2 separate regions of the Oryctolagus cuniculus genome follow, and region 1 is linked to region 2. The links are chromatin contacts, called in public Micro-C maps. All regions are on one chromosome and are shown on one strand. The core of a region is the stretch at or near the end of the contact, and the rest is flanking DNA. Distances in the headings are between cores, read along the strand shown.

Evidence for each region. A called contact is a pair of places that touch in the nucleus more often than the background predicts.
Region 1: a Micro-C map of ear pinna shows a contact between it and region 2, with 9 times the contacts expected there. The contact joins the promoter of ATP1A1 here to the enhancer-like site in region 2. A contact is called at or near these places in 5 of 6 Hi-C or Micro-C datasets (ear pinna, embryonic fibroblasts, liver and 2 more).

The regions. Positions count from the first base shown.
Region 1 is chr7:54,069,830-54,077,009 of mOryCun1.1, forward strand. It overlaps ATP1A1 (ATPase Na+/K+ transporting subunit alpha 1), which reads right to left and starts at 3,235. Exons shown (of 23, transcript NM_001163074.1): 1 at 3,197-3,235. The coding sequence starts at 3,208.
Region 2 is chr7:53,963,032-53,969,461 of mOryCun1.1, forward strand. No RefSeq gene overlaps it. Among named protein-coding and RNA genes, the nearest start is that of ATP1A1, 110 kb to the right of the region's middle. Within about 2 kb of position 2,725, at least 3 of the 8 cell types and tissues checked have an H3K27ac peak or open chromatin away from gene starts, as enhancers often do. A contact at or near this core is called in ear pinna, where this site is marked.

The DNA.
Region 1 (7,180 bases), core at 1,985-4,484, 110 kb after region 2:
TGAATGTCCTGCCCCCAGGCCACGTGAGACAGCTTCAGGGCCTTTAAAAAAAAAAAAAAAACCTGCTTCTAAGTGAAGAGACTGCTTTGCTTACTTTCCCAGGCAAAATCTCTCAGAGCTGCGTTACTTATGGCTTTCCACTCTTTCATTCTTCAATGTAGATATATTTAAAAGACCATAGCCTTCTTTGAAGAGAAAGTCACTGGATCTGTTCATTTGTTGCTAAAATATCCAGAACACAATGGATCTAGAAGGTTACTGGGATGGCGCATGGATGAGTGCCAAGTCTATTGTGTTTCATAGGCTGCATTCGCTTTGTATTTTTAAATGTGGTTTAGGAATAACAGTCCCAGGAGTTTGTGACCTGGATGAACACCTTCCGGGACTGTGGGGAGGCATGGGGGGCAGGCTCCCTTCTCCTTCTTGGGTTTATGATGTGGCCTCCCCCCTCCTACTCTGCCACCCCCCAGGTGAGTCACTGCACTGTCACAAACTTACCGGCAGAGAACACTACAAGTTAGCAAACACTAAGTTACCAAAAGGAGATACACCCTCCTGAGAGAGTACGGAAAGAACCCAAGAGGCAGGGAACTCTGGAACTCCTGCCCACCACGGCCAGGCCTGGGCAACCTTCCACTCTGCCTTACAATGGGCTGAGTCTAAAGTACTAGCTTTACAGCGGCCAGAGGGTATTTAGTCACCCTTCCAAGCTGAGCTCCAAAAGGGCACTTGATAACGTTACCCTACAACCAGCATTTCTGCTGACACGTGGGGCCCTGGGGCAACCTTCATCTGGAGCTTTTCTTCCCGGCCCCTTGAACAGTCACTACCCAGAAGCTCTGCTTTCTTTTCTAGGTAACTAAGTTAATAATCAAACCAAATCCAGAACTACAATGAAGACCTGCTGGGACCCCTCTCCCTCCATCTTTTATAAACTAGACAAAACAGAAAGTTTCTAGCATTTCTAAACAGTTCTGGTGTGCACCGTGGTGAGCTAAACAGTTGTGGGTGGTAGACCTAGCTGAGGATTTAAGCCAAATCTCTGGCAGAAAACCCAGTAAGAAAGGGGGGGGGGGGGCAAATCCTATTTCATCCAGGAATGATGCAGCAGCAGCAGTTCTTTCATTTTTGTAGCAAATGCTTGGGAACTAGATCTTTTAAAGTCATATACCTGAAATGTCATCAAAAACTAGGCCCCAAACAGTACTGAGAAGAGGTGAAGAAACTAACAGTGACCTTAAAAATCAGCTGCCGGCACAGGCTTCCTGGTTAACCAATTATCAGGAGGGCTTTAGTCACCACCCCACCCACATTTTAATCCCCGTGTGGAAAAATCCCAGCATTTCTGAACACTTGGACTGTCACAGTAAGTCACTGGGGACAACACACACACACACACACACACACACACACACACTTCTACTGTGGGATGTGTCAGAGTACCCTCAACACAGAACAACCCACCAGACAAGCAGCCTCCATCTCCTGTGCAGCAGCCACTAGGCCTTCTGCTGGGATTCCTAGGGCGCGGGGGGTCGAGCCTGCACTGCCCACTCAGCCGCAATATCACGGCACCACTACTGTGCCTGGGTAGTTTTCAGAGACATCTAGATACAGGGGCACGACTTAAGTTACCCAAACATCTGCCTAGCCTCTGAATTTAGTATCACAAACACTCCCATTCCACCTGAGGATTAACTGCAGACTTCCGCATCTAAGGCAACCTGAAGGAATCAAGTGCATGTTCCAGCTCTGGAGACCACAAGCTGTTCCAGCAATCGGCCACATCTAGTCTGACCAAGCTTTTGACCTTGAGCGAGTCACCTCACCTTCCTAAGGCCTTGGGTACAAATCAACGGCCTTCACCTCCCATGAACATCAGTCCGACCCGGCTTAGGAATCAGAAGGAGTGCGGGAGTGCCCTGGAGTTCCAAGGCGTGGCTGAAGCCCAGGCCACCATCCACCAGCTTCCCGGTGGGGAGCAGAGGGGCCGTACTCTGCTCCAGGGTAGGATGCTGCTGTACCTGAGCCAGCCGTTAGGGCTTTAAAGCCTACACACTGTGCATTCCCACTCGGCTGTTTTCCCCACCAGCCCAAGGCCTTTCAGTTCCCTCCTTCAAAATCCATTTAGAGTCCCCCAAGAATGCGCCCTCCCCCTAACCCCCTCCACAATGTCCCCACCCAGGCGCCTAAGGACCTGCAAAGCCCCAGTGAGTGTCCGCACCGCGCTAAGCCCTGGAGACAATGCAGGGTTCTCTCCCACCTGTATCTCCTGCCCTGTTGATTTTTATTCCACGAACTGATGAGCCCTTTCGGAGCTGCTTTGGGGGACATTTTTCTCAAGCGACCCTTGACTCCCTTTGGGGTCCTCTGCAGGGACCAAGGTAACGAGGGCTTGGCGCGGCAAAAACGCAGGAGCGCACGCCCCTGGGCCCTCCATCGCCTGTGCCCCCCAGACCCCTCGCCACCTCCGGGGAGGCTCCCAGGCGAGCCGAGCCTGCGGTACTGGCAACAGGCCAGGCGTGCCCCCAGCCGCCCGCGGCCCGCCGGGCCAGCCCTTCGCCAGCGCAGCCTCTCGGCCTTCCAATGGCTTTAGGCCGGCGAGATGACCACCGCAAGTGGCCGGCGGCGCCTCCTGCCGAGGAAAGCGGCCACCAACGCTCTCAAAAGTATACCTTAAAGGCCATCTTGGGGCGGTGCGGACACACCCGTTCTGGCACCAGCCCGCCCGACCGGCTCCGCGGTAAGGGGAAGCCAGTTTTTCCCCTTGGGGGAGGGCGGCCGCCTCGGCGCGGAGCTGGCTAAGCCCCGGCGCCTCCGGCGGGAGGAGACTCGACCCCGAGGCTGCCCCGCCGGCGCCGGGCCGCAGCGGCCCGGGAGGGGGCCCGCGGAACGCCCCAGGGGAAGGGGAGGAGCGCGCCTTTCCTTTGGGCACGGAGGGCGGAGGGAAGAAGGAAGGCGAGACGGCGGCGAGGGCGGGCGGAGCGAGGGCAGCCAGGCGCGGGGATGCCGCCCCGAGGGCCCTGGGCGCGCGGCCCGCAGCCCACCGCCCCGCGGCGCTGCGGTCCCCCCCGCGTCCCCGCGCTCCCTCCATTTCCAGGCTGCGTCGTCTCTGAAGCCGAGCGCGCCGCCAACCCGCCCCGCGCCCGCCCGCTCGACTTCCTCCTCTTCCCGCCAGGGCTCGCCAGACACTCACCCCCTTCCCCATGGTGGCGGTACTCGGAGCCCGGCGCCGGGTCCTGTGGCGGTGGAGCGGAGAGGAGAGGAAAAGAGCAGCTCCCGGCCAAGAGCGAGCGAGCGGGGCCGGGGGAGCCGAGCGCGGGGAGCTAGGGCTGCGCCGGGCGGGAGGGAGGGAGGGCGGCAGGCGGCTCGGGCCGACGCCGCCGCCGCCGCCGCCGCTGCTGGGGCTGCTACCGCTGCTGCTGCCACGTGTCCGCCTCCTCCCGCCGCTGCTCCGCGCCCCAGACCCCGCCGCAGCTCAAGCCCGCGCCGCCTCCTCACTTCCTAAAATATGCAACCTGCGTGCCGGCCCCGCCCACGCCGCGGCACGTCACCGTTACCGGAGCAACCTGACACCGGCTGCCGGCTCGGCTCCGCCCCCGGCCCGAGCCCCGCCCCCGGCCGGGGCCGCGCCGGTGGCGGCCAGTCCCGAGCTCCCGGCAGGAGGGCGCCCGGCGCGGGACGCGCGTGGCCACGTCCTGGGAGGGCTGTGGGGCGCGCCTGCAGGCCGGGCAGCCGAGGACCCGGCGGCCATGGCGCCTGCGTGACCCGGCGGCGGTGCAGGGCGCTTACGGTCCACGGTGGGTGCGGTGCGGGTTCCCCTGGACTCCTGCAGTCGCCGCCCACTAGGAACAGAAGCTTTCCCAGCGCGTCCGGGACCTCCTGCGGGACTGAGGCGCGCCCGCCGGAGGGGCTCCGCCTTTCGGTAGGAGGCAGGCTGCTCGCCCACCTGCGGCTGGCCTCCCAGGGTCGTGGTGACCCCGAAGGTCGTGGTGACCACTCCCTGCTGGGCCTCAAGGTGGAATGGGTCTGAACTGGCCTCGCCAGAAGCCCTAGGCGCCCTCCGCATCTCCCTCCCTACAAGACCCCGAAGTGGTGACGAAGGACTCGGATCCACACCACGTGAAGGGAGCCTGCCTCCCCAGTGTGAGGACTCTCCTTTTAGGGGAGAAAAACCTGAACCCCGAAGGAATGCGTCTGCGGGCCTGTCGGTGCTGCTGCAGGCCCCACACCGGCATAGCCGCCCCTCCTCCAGCGCAGTCCGGGGTATTCCTGGCGACCAGGGATCCTCCCTCCCGCCTCTGGGAGCCGGGCCCCTCTTTGGGGCTTCTCTCTCGATTTTGATTTCTGCCCCAGCAAAGGCTGTAGAGACTGGAGCCCCTCAACACTTAAAACACAAAGTATATTATTATTATCATTATCATTATTATTATTATTAACGGTGCTTTTCTGGAAAGTCAAGTGCCCTCTGGAAAAGCGCTGGATTGGCAGGAGAAAGGCACTCCACGTCTCTGGGAATTCCTAGGAGAAACTCGGGGAAAACCTAACTTCCTAAGCAAGCCGCAGCCAACACTGTCCTCTTCAGGTATTAAATTTCACGTGAACAGATGAAGATAGGAAGCTTGGAAAAGATGGGAGGAGATACTAGCCGTTCTGTTATCAGTTACATCATTGCGCTAATTTTCATCCCCCTTGAGAAAAAGGGGGAAAAAAAAAGAAGAACTTTATTGCAGGAGTCTCTCTTGCCCAAGAATGGCATTGTTAAGGGGTGGGGTCTCCTCCAGCCATCTGCAGGCTTGGTTCAACCAGTCCAGGCCACCGGGAGAGAGGAATTGTAAACAGAACTCAAAATCGTGACCCCTAAGGGGAAAGTCCCTCCGTCCAGCCCAGGATTCCCGACACTGTGAATTCAACAGAAGGTTGGAAAGTTGTTTTCAAGGTTCCAGAAAGTGCTTCACGTTCATGCCTAACTGCCCCCATGACTCCTGCCCTGTGGGAAGCTTTTGCTTGCCCAGGACCCTTCTCCTTGTTTAAGATGAATACCCCATTTGGGCCCTGGTCTGAATGGGGAGACTGCGTGCGCGCTGGTAAGTTATCATCCATTCCTTTAACAACATAGCCCTGGTAGGCCAAGGCTTCTCTCTTTGTCCCTAGAGCTGCTACACTGGCAGCCATACGTTGCCAAAGATCCTTTTGGGAGGACCCCATATACAGTAGCTCTGAATTCTCTGCAGTTTGCGCAGCAGACAGTGGGAAACTGGAGCCCGGGGACTCTCTCGTAAGGGTTCTCAGCTAGCGAGTGGGGGCGTCTGGTCTCGTAATTGCAAAACAGTACCCATCTTCCACGTACAGTTTAGTCTCAGAATACAGAATGGCGTTTCTACGGGAAGAGAGTGATGGAAAGAATCCTGGCCTTGTCGTGTGGCGCCCTGGGCCTGCGTATGCAAACAAGGAACAGCTGAGGGTGGGCCAGGACTGAACTGTGCAAGTCCAGCTGTGAAGGAGACACCTTGGAACACTGGCAACCAAAGGTGGCAAGGTCATCTTCGTGGAAGAGGCTTCTTTCTTCCTGTCGTGAGAGTCTGAGGTATCATAGACCAACCACTTCCCTAGCCCTGTCCCTGTGTGATCGACCAAGGATAGTGGGAGGACTTTGGGGTGCCTTTCTCATTCTCAGACCACTGCAGGGAACAAATGTAGCTTCCACAGAGGGGCGGGCTGGGAGGGAGTAAGGCCCCTCTAGTCTACTTCCTATCCCATCAGCTCCCAGCTTGGGGCACAACTAAAGCGACTGGCCCAGAATCTCGGTGTTTATACACCTTGCGGCTGCCAAGTGCAGACGGGGGCTCTGAGGAGGGTTTGATGACAACTGGGGAGGGTTGACCCGCTCCGTGTGAGTAGACTCAGCAGATGTATGAAAAACATGATGCAAGTCAGGTGTTTGTGCCAAGAGCGCTGGCACTTTGGGTGAGTACTGGCTGAACTGAATAAACACACCACTGCAATTAAGGATTTTAGAATATGAGTTGGAGCCCACACCAAGATAGCATTTTTCCATAGCAAGCAAAAATTGGGGAGATCAATGAACAAGGGATTTGAATGCACAGGATTTTCTTTGCTCTAACTTGCCTGGGGTTAGCATGGAAATAACCATAAGCAGGCATACGCTTTCCCTAATTCCCAGTTCCCCTGAAAGCCAACTCGCCTCATCCTAAGCCTCCGTCCAGCCCTCCATTGCAAATCCATCCCTTCATTCCTGTCAAGAAGCGTGCCAGGGCACTTCAGTGAGTTCTGAGAAGATGGAATTTCTTTCAGTGCAAAATTTGGAAATCCATGCATAGTTTTTTCATAATAGGCACTTTCTGTACACTTTTTTAGGAATCCCTCAAATTCACGGATTTCAAAAAATTTTTCACCAAAAAGAAAACACAAAACTTAACTTGGAATTCCATTTTCTAAGAACTGTTTTCCTCCTGCTTTTAAAGATCTGGGCCAGCTGTTTGGCCCAGCAGTTCAGATACCAGGTCCCACAGCAGAGTGCCTGAGTTTGATACCCAGCTGCAGCTGCTGAAGCTGGCCTCTGGCTACTGCCCACCCTGAGGGGAGGCAGCAATGGCTGCAGTGAGTGGGTACCTGGCACCTGGATTAAGTTCCTGGCTTCCAGCATTTGCATGGCCCACTCCACCACCACCACCGCCACTACTGTGGAGTGAATCAGCAGATAGGAGTTCTCCCTGGCCCCATCTAACTTTCTTTTTCAGGCTGCTAGTTTCTCAAGTAAATAAAATAAAAGCACATTTTAAGGCACACCACAGACCATAAAAATCTGTCACCCTGATAATTCTGATACCCAAAACCCTCCCTTCCAAACTCCTTTTCTGCTCATCTCTTTGTTCCCTTTGAAAGCACCTTAATAAATTTTTAAACATATTTTCTCCAGTTAATGTTTGTTGAAGATGCCACATTTTTTTCCCTAAGAAGGGGTCCCTCTTTTTTTTTCTCTCTTATAAAGGACCTTTCCAACCTCTACCTCTGGTACTCTACAATGTTTAGCAGAAATAAGAGCTAGTTCATGCAAAAAAAATGCACCCCATAATAACAATTATCGGGTGTTTATTTCTCTGAGTTGAGCACAGTGCTTAGTGCTGGTGTGTAGTGGTAACTCAGTCACAGTCTCTCC
Region 2 (6,430 bases), core at 1,475-3,974:
GTATGGACGCCGGTTCGAGACCCGGCTGCTCCACTTCCTGTCCAGCTCTCTGCTATGGCCTGGGAAAGTAGTAGAAGATGGCCCAAGTCCTCGGGCCCCTGCACCCATGTGGGAGTTCTGGAAGAAGCTCCTGGTTCCTGGCTTCCGATCGGCGCAGCTCTGGCCATTGCAGCCATTTGGGGAGTGAACCATCAGACGGAAGACCTCTCTCTCTCTGCCTCTTCTCTCTCTGTGTAATTCTGACTTTCAAATAAATAAATAAATCTTTAAAAAAGAAAAAAAAGAAACTAAGGGAGATGAGGCAGTCTTCACCAGCACCCCTCATCACCGTGCACAATCTACCCCCCAACACAAGCCCAGAGTGGCTCTGCTTTCTGGGTGAGTCCTAGCCCCTGCACGTGGGTATTCAAATGGAGTCCTAATGCCTGCTCCCAGAGTGCTGGGAATGGTCTCCCCCAACTCAACCTCTCAGTGGGTTACTCCACGTACTGGTCAGATCCATGTCCCACCCAGGCTTCACCCATGGAGCCCTAGCGCTATTCCACAATGCGGTTCCACCTCTGCTCACCTCGGCGGCCCTTCTGAAACTCGTGCTCTAGTAGGGAACGCACAAAGCCTCGGAGTTGCAGCCCGACAGAAACAGGAAGTCCTGTAACAACACTTAGGGGGGTGGGTGATTCCGCACATGGAGGAGGAGGCAGTTGTGGGAGCCTTCTAAGACAGGTGGGACTCAGCTGGGCTGAGACGAAGGCGGAGGGTACCTAGCAGAGGCAGGACAGGACCAGAGCTTGCGCAGAGGCGCTGAGGCACAGGTGAGGAGTAGCCAGTGGCCCTTTGGTGCTGGAGCTCCAAGCATCTAAGGGAGCAGAACCTAGGCATTCAGGCAAAGGGCTCGTCCCTGAGTGTCTTCCGAATCCTGGAGAAATTAGACATTGGGGCAGGAACTGGGAAATCAGACATTCTTGCACAGGGCTAGAGCACCGTGGGACTTGGACTTGAAGAGTCACCCTCAGCAGAAATGCCTGAAGGAGAGCAGGAGCACAGGTAGGAGGAGCCAGGGTGTGAGGACGCAGCCGGCCGCACCTCTGCCCCCTGGAGGTCGGGGGTGGGGGTGGGGGTGGGGGTGGGGTGAGACCAGGGCTGGAAAGGAAGGCAGCTTTGGAAAGGTGCTGCAAAGGCCACTCCTGAAGTCACAGCATCAGGAGGGGGCGTTGCAGGGAGAACCCGGCACCCGCCCTGCCAGGGCTCAGGCTGGCCTGTCCTGGGGGTTTTACCAGTGAAAATGACCGAGTAGGAATGTCAGGAAGGGAGCAGACTTAGGCAAATGGCCCCACTGTGGTCGAAATGGTGGGTTGTTCCCAGTATCTGCTTTCTTTTTTCTTTTTTATCAAAAATAGAACCCCAAACTCTTAGCCTAAAGACTTTTCCACCATTCTTACATCTAGATGTGGCCACATGACCATGTCTGGCAAGCGACTTGCAATCAGAAGTGTCAGCCTTTAGGAAAACACAGTTTTCTTGTTGGTTAGAAGGCAGACTCAATGACTGGAGCTTGAGCAGTCATCTTGAACCACGAGACAAAAACTACATGTTGAGAATGATGACGCCGTAAGATAGTGATCTGTGATGACTGTGGAGTTGCCAGGTCTGTCCAGACTGGATTTCATCGACACAGGAGAGAAATATGTATTTTGTTTATGCTACCATTCCATGTTCTCGTCCATCACTAAATCTGACCTAATCATCTAATCTTAGTCTATGACAGAACTCAAAAGCATGAAATGCCAGCTCCTCTCCACGGTTTTAAGAATAGAAATACTTGATTTGCTCTGCATTTCAGCACCCAAAAGGCCACGTTCGTCGAGACCTTGCTGGGAGCGGTCTTGGCATTACCGCGCTGGGTTCTGCAGAAGCGCTGCGAGGTCTGTGTGCTGCACAGTCACGCCCTCCTCTGCCACGGCGGGCGAGGGCACGCCCTCGGAGCCCAGGAGCCAGCTCCCCTGGAAGAACACTGCCCGCTGTGCCGTCTGTCTCTTGTTAGCATCATCATTCGTAAAACTGAAGATGCTGCAGATCTTGGAGTTAGAATCAGTTGCATTCCGCCCTGCCTTTTCTGAACTCACGACCAGGACTTCTGGGCTGGTGGCCAGTGGCCGCTCACTTCCGCGTTGCTTCTGTTCTCCTCTGTGTAGCTCTGTGATGCCTTTACGTTCCGGATGCTGTCTCACTATAGAGTCCCACATCCCAGGGGCTATGGGGCTTTGTAGTGTTGAGCTGATGGATCTGTTGGGGGGAGTCACGGGGTAGCGACAGCTCTGGTTTGTGGCATTTGCCAGTTTCCATGGTGTAAATACTCCCACCCTGACTGCTTTCAGGCTGCCAGTGCGGTTTGTAAAATGCCTGAATACCTATTCATCGATTCCTGTATAGCCAACTGGAGCACTGTGGATTCTGTTGTAGCAGAAAGGGTCCTGGGCGTTCCAGGATTTGGGGCCTGAGGGTTCTGGCACTGGTGAGCTTCTGGTGCCCTTCCCCCCGCCCCCCACTTTCCCTGAGGCCTGGCCCAGGACATCCCTTGAACCCCAAACTCTGGCCTGAGGCTCCAGCTGGCATCCTGGAAACAACCCTGTGGGCAGCAGGGGGCAGCACTCTCACGGTCCACACTCAGAGGCCTCTGCAGGAAAAAAAAAAAAAAAAAAGAAGAGGGGCCTTTGTTTGGAGCCAGAGGCTGTGTCACGAAGAGAAAGGCCCTGAGGGACAAGCTAATCAGCCTGTCCTTAGCTGACCTTCGTCCACGGCTACGGGAGCCGAGTGGACGGGCTGCGGCGGCCGTGGCGGCAGGACAATGAGAACCAGCTCAGCCAGCGGCAGGGATGGCACGGCCTCGGTACCCCGGGCGCCCATCCTGGGGGCTTCATGTGGAACACGGACACCAGGGAGGGACCCTTGTTCCCACCTACACTGCCCACAGCCCCCTTGTCCGCTGCTTCCCCGGGACGGCCAGCTGCTCCGGGTGACCACTTGGCCCAATTTGCCCAGGACAGTCCTGGCTGTTGTGTGAAAATCCCCTGTCCCCAGCCAACAGGTTGGCCACGTGACCAGTCCTTGACCAGAGCCTGCCGGGCACACAGTAGGCAATTTTTGGACCTGGATGGGATTAAGGGGGCTGCCCAAACCCACAGACAGGGTTTGATTTCACCCCATCTTTCAATTGCTCCATCGGAGGCCAGAGGAGGAGCCTGCCACAGCCTCTTTCCTCTCCTCCCTCACCTTTTGTCTCGGCCCTCCCTCCTGCCCGCCCATCCCTGCCTGCTCCCCCATGCCCCACCTGCCTCGGCACACGGTGTCCTCATGTCCCCAGGCGGCCCGGGGCCCTCCCAGGGTCTGGAGGCAGAGAACGCCATGTTCCCGGGGAGGGTGAGGCCTCTCCCAGAGGCTGTGGGGAGGGCATGCCGCAGCAGGGGGCGAGGCTGCCAGGAGGCTATGGAACAGGAGGACTGAGGCTGCCCAAAGGTGGCCCAAGGCTCCCCGGGGCCCCCGGCTTCTGAGCAGGGAGGGGCCATTCCGCTCTCCGCCAGGGGCCCAGGCCTGTCGTGACGTGGCTTATCTGTTTGCGTGTGCTCACTCCTCCAGATGGCTCCGTCTACCTCCCCCTCCTGGGGCCTCACTCAGGGAGTCAGGAGTGACAAACAGTACCCTGCACCCTGGCTTGGATGAGGACAGAAAGCTTTGCCTAAATAAACCAAGGCACAGGTGAGAACGTGGTAAATTCCTCTCCCCCTGGTCTACAGTCAGGAGAAGGGGGAGACTCCCTGCTACAGCCCCTGGGGGCTGCTCAGACCGGCTGGTGGACTTTCCAGCTTGTCTTGTGCTGCTTTTCCCAGCACTCATTGTGGTCATCATCCTGGCCTTTGGCCAGTCCCAAGCAGTGCCAGCAGTTTCCTGCCCTGGAGCCTTTGCCCAGGCCAGCCCCTCTGTCTGGTTAAGAATACCAGGCGCGATCTGGTGTAGGGAGGGAGGTCCGAGAAGCCAGCGGGAGAGGGGGAGAGGGGCGCTTTGGCTTGAAGGACGAGAAGGGGTCATGCCACCCAGCTGGGGAGCAGGCATAGACGTAGGAACGTGTTCCCGTGTGGCACACACCAGCTTGGCTGGCACCCGTGGGAAGCAGTTAAGAGGTATTTAGAAATACAGACTTCTCACGGGCTTTTTGTTCCACGTCTTCTGTGTAACCAGTCGCGCTTCATGTCAAACTCTATCACAGGCATTGAGTTCATATTTTCATTCCGTTAGTGACAAATTAGTGCAGGCACAGCCCCATTCTGGATAAAAATTGACCATCCAGGTGGAATCCTGCTGACATTGGATTTGCTGGCGCCTGCATTAACCCCAGGGTCTCTGCAGAGGCACTTAGGACTTAGGGATTTTTTTTACCAAGAGGCACAATCTTTTTGACCTTAAAGAACAAAGGTCTGCACTTCGGGCTACTTTTGGCCACTAGGTGTTGGTAAATGAATATTGAGTTTCTTGAAGAAATACGTGGAGTTGGCCAAGGAAACAAAATCCCTGATAGGATACACAGCAACTCTGGTGACCAAGACAAGGATGAAATCACTGAAGCTTTGAAGAGGCAGCGAGGGCTTTGCTGGGCCCAACCAGGACCTCTGTGGCCTTTCAAAGAGGCCATCACGTGTGCTGCACCACGGGAGCTGCGCGGAGGACCCTGGGCGTACGCACTTCTGTGGGGAGATGCTGGTACCCGCTCCTCACCTGCCTTCCACAGCGCAGGGCAGTGGTGCACCTCAAGCGTCAGGGTCCTTGGCTGGGGGGGGGGGAACAGGAGGGACCCAATCCTCAGATCGGAACAGCACGGGTTCTTTTCATAAATTCTGTGTACAAGCCTGTGGCTGATTGCTTTCCAATTTAGCTCCAGCCACCTTCCTCCTTATGCTTCTCAGAAGAGGGAGCACCAGGCTGCTGAGAGAAGCCCCAGAGTTTGGGGCCTCAAGGGGTGTTGGGCCGTGACTACTCTTTGCCTCTACCTATTTGTCTAGAAATGCGAACTTGTCAGGTTGCTCATGGCCAAGAGTCAAAGGCTGCAAAGCTAAGATGTGGATATGGGACGCTGGAGAAGGCGCCAAGAACTTCTGTTCAGTTTTGGGGTGGGGAGGCGTGAGGTGATGACTGCTCCTTCATTTCTGGGAGACTGAGGAGTCCCCCGGAATCACGTGGCCCCCAGCTCCATCCCCTCCTCCTCCCAGCGTGCCCTCTTCACCTCTGCTGCACCTGCGTCTCAGTTACGATGCCACACCCTACCCAGAACAAAGCGTTCTCTTCCAGAGTCTGGGAAGGAGGGGTTGGGGTGTGAGGGGAGGAGGGGAAGGAAGTCAGAACAGGAAGTGAGGAGGAGGAGGAGGAGAAGGAAGAGGAGGAGGAGGACTAGACAGCATTGCCTTATTGCTCTCTCCACTCTGGCTCCCACCTGCTGTCAGAGCTGAGATGGAAAGTTTTTTAAAGGAAATGAACTCTTTCCTGACAGATTTGCCATCACCAGCTGCAGCCACCATTCCCGTGTGCCGCTGCCAGGCACCGTGCTGGGAGTTTGTACTCCTTTGGGATCCACCATCAAGGAAACAGCTAAATCCTAGCGCAAGGAAGCCGGGGCTACAGTGGGTGGTGGAAACGCAAAGGCTCCCTTCTGAGAACTGGAATCAGCATCAGATTTTTAAACAAAATCATTCTTGGAGTTTACCTGCCTTTTAAAGGAGCTCCAGACAGTCTAAGCCCATGGGGTGGAGGGTGGTACAAGGGGGTCTGGGTGACCACCGCCTCTGCTGACTGCAAGGGGTTCTCATCGCGTCATGCTGTCTGTCCACTGGGGTCCCCACAGGTGAAGCAACCAGGCAGCCTGCTCTGTAGGGCTTCTTTCTTTGGGGACACGGGCTCAGGCAAGGGCTCCTGGGTGGAGGAGAGAGGCTGGGATGTGCCAATCAGCCCCTGTGACAGCTGCTTCTGTAGTGGCCACAATGGAATCAATGGCATGATTGTAGACCGGAAATTGGTTAATTTTAGGTGTAAAAATATAATGAAAAATGTCCATCCATAACATGGAATACTGTCTAGCAGTAGAAGGAACAGACTGGAGAAACGCAGTGTCTAGGCCGGATCTGCAGGCAATTGTGCAGAGTGACAAAAGCAGAGCTCAGCAGGTGACACCCTGTGTGACTTCATTCTGTAACACCCTTGAAAGGAAACAACTCTAGAGATAAAGAACAGATCCCTGGCTGCAAGGAGTTAGGGACTGGGTGCAGAGAATGGGTGTGGCCATGGAAGTGGTGCCAGGGGCCCTGAAGTGATACAACAGTGATGGACCTTGAAGGTAGTGTTGGCTGCACTGTGCTATACAAGTGATAAGATTTCATAGGCTTAAACA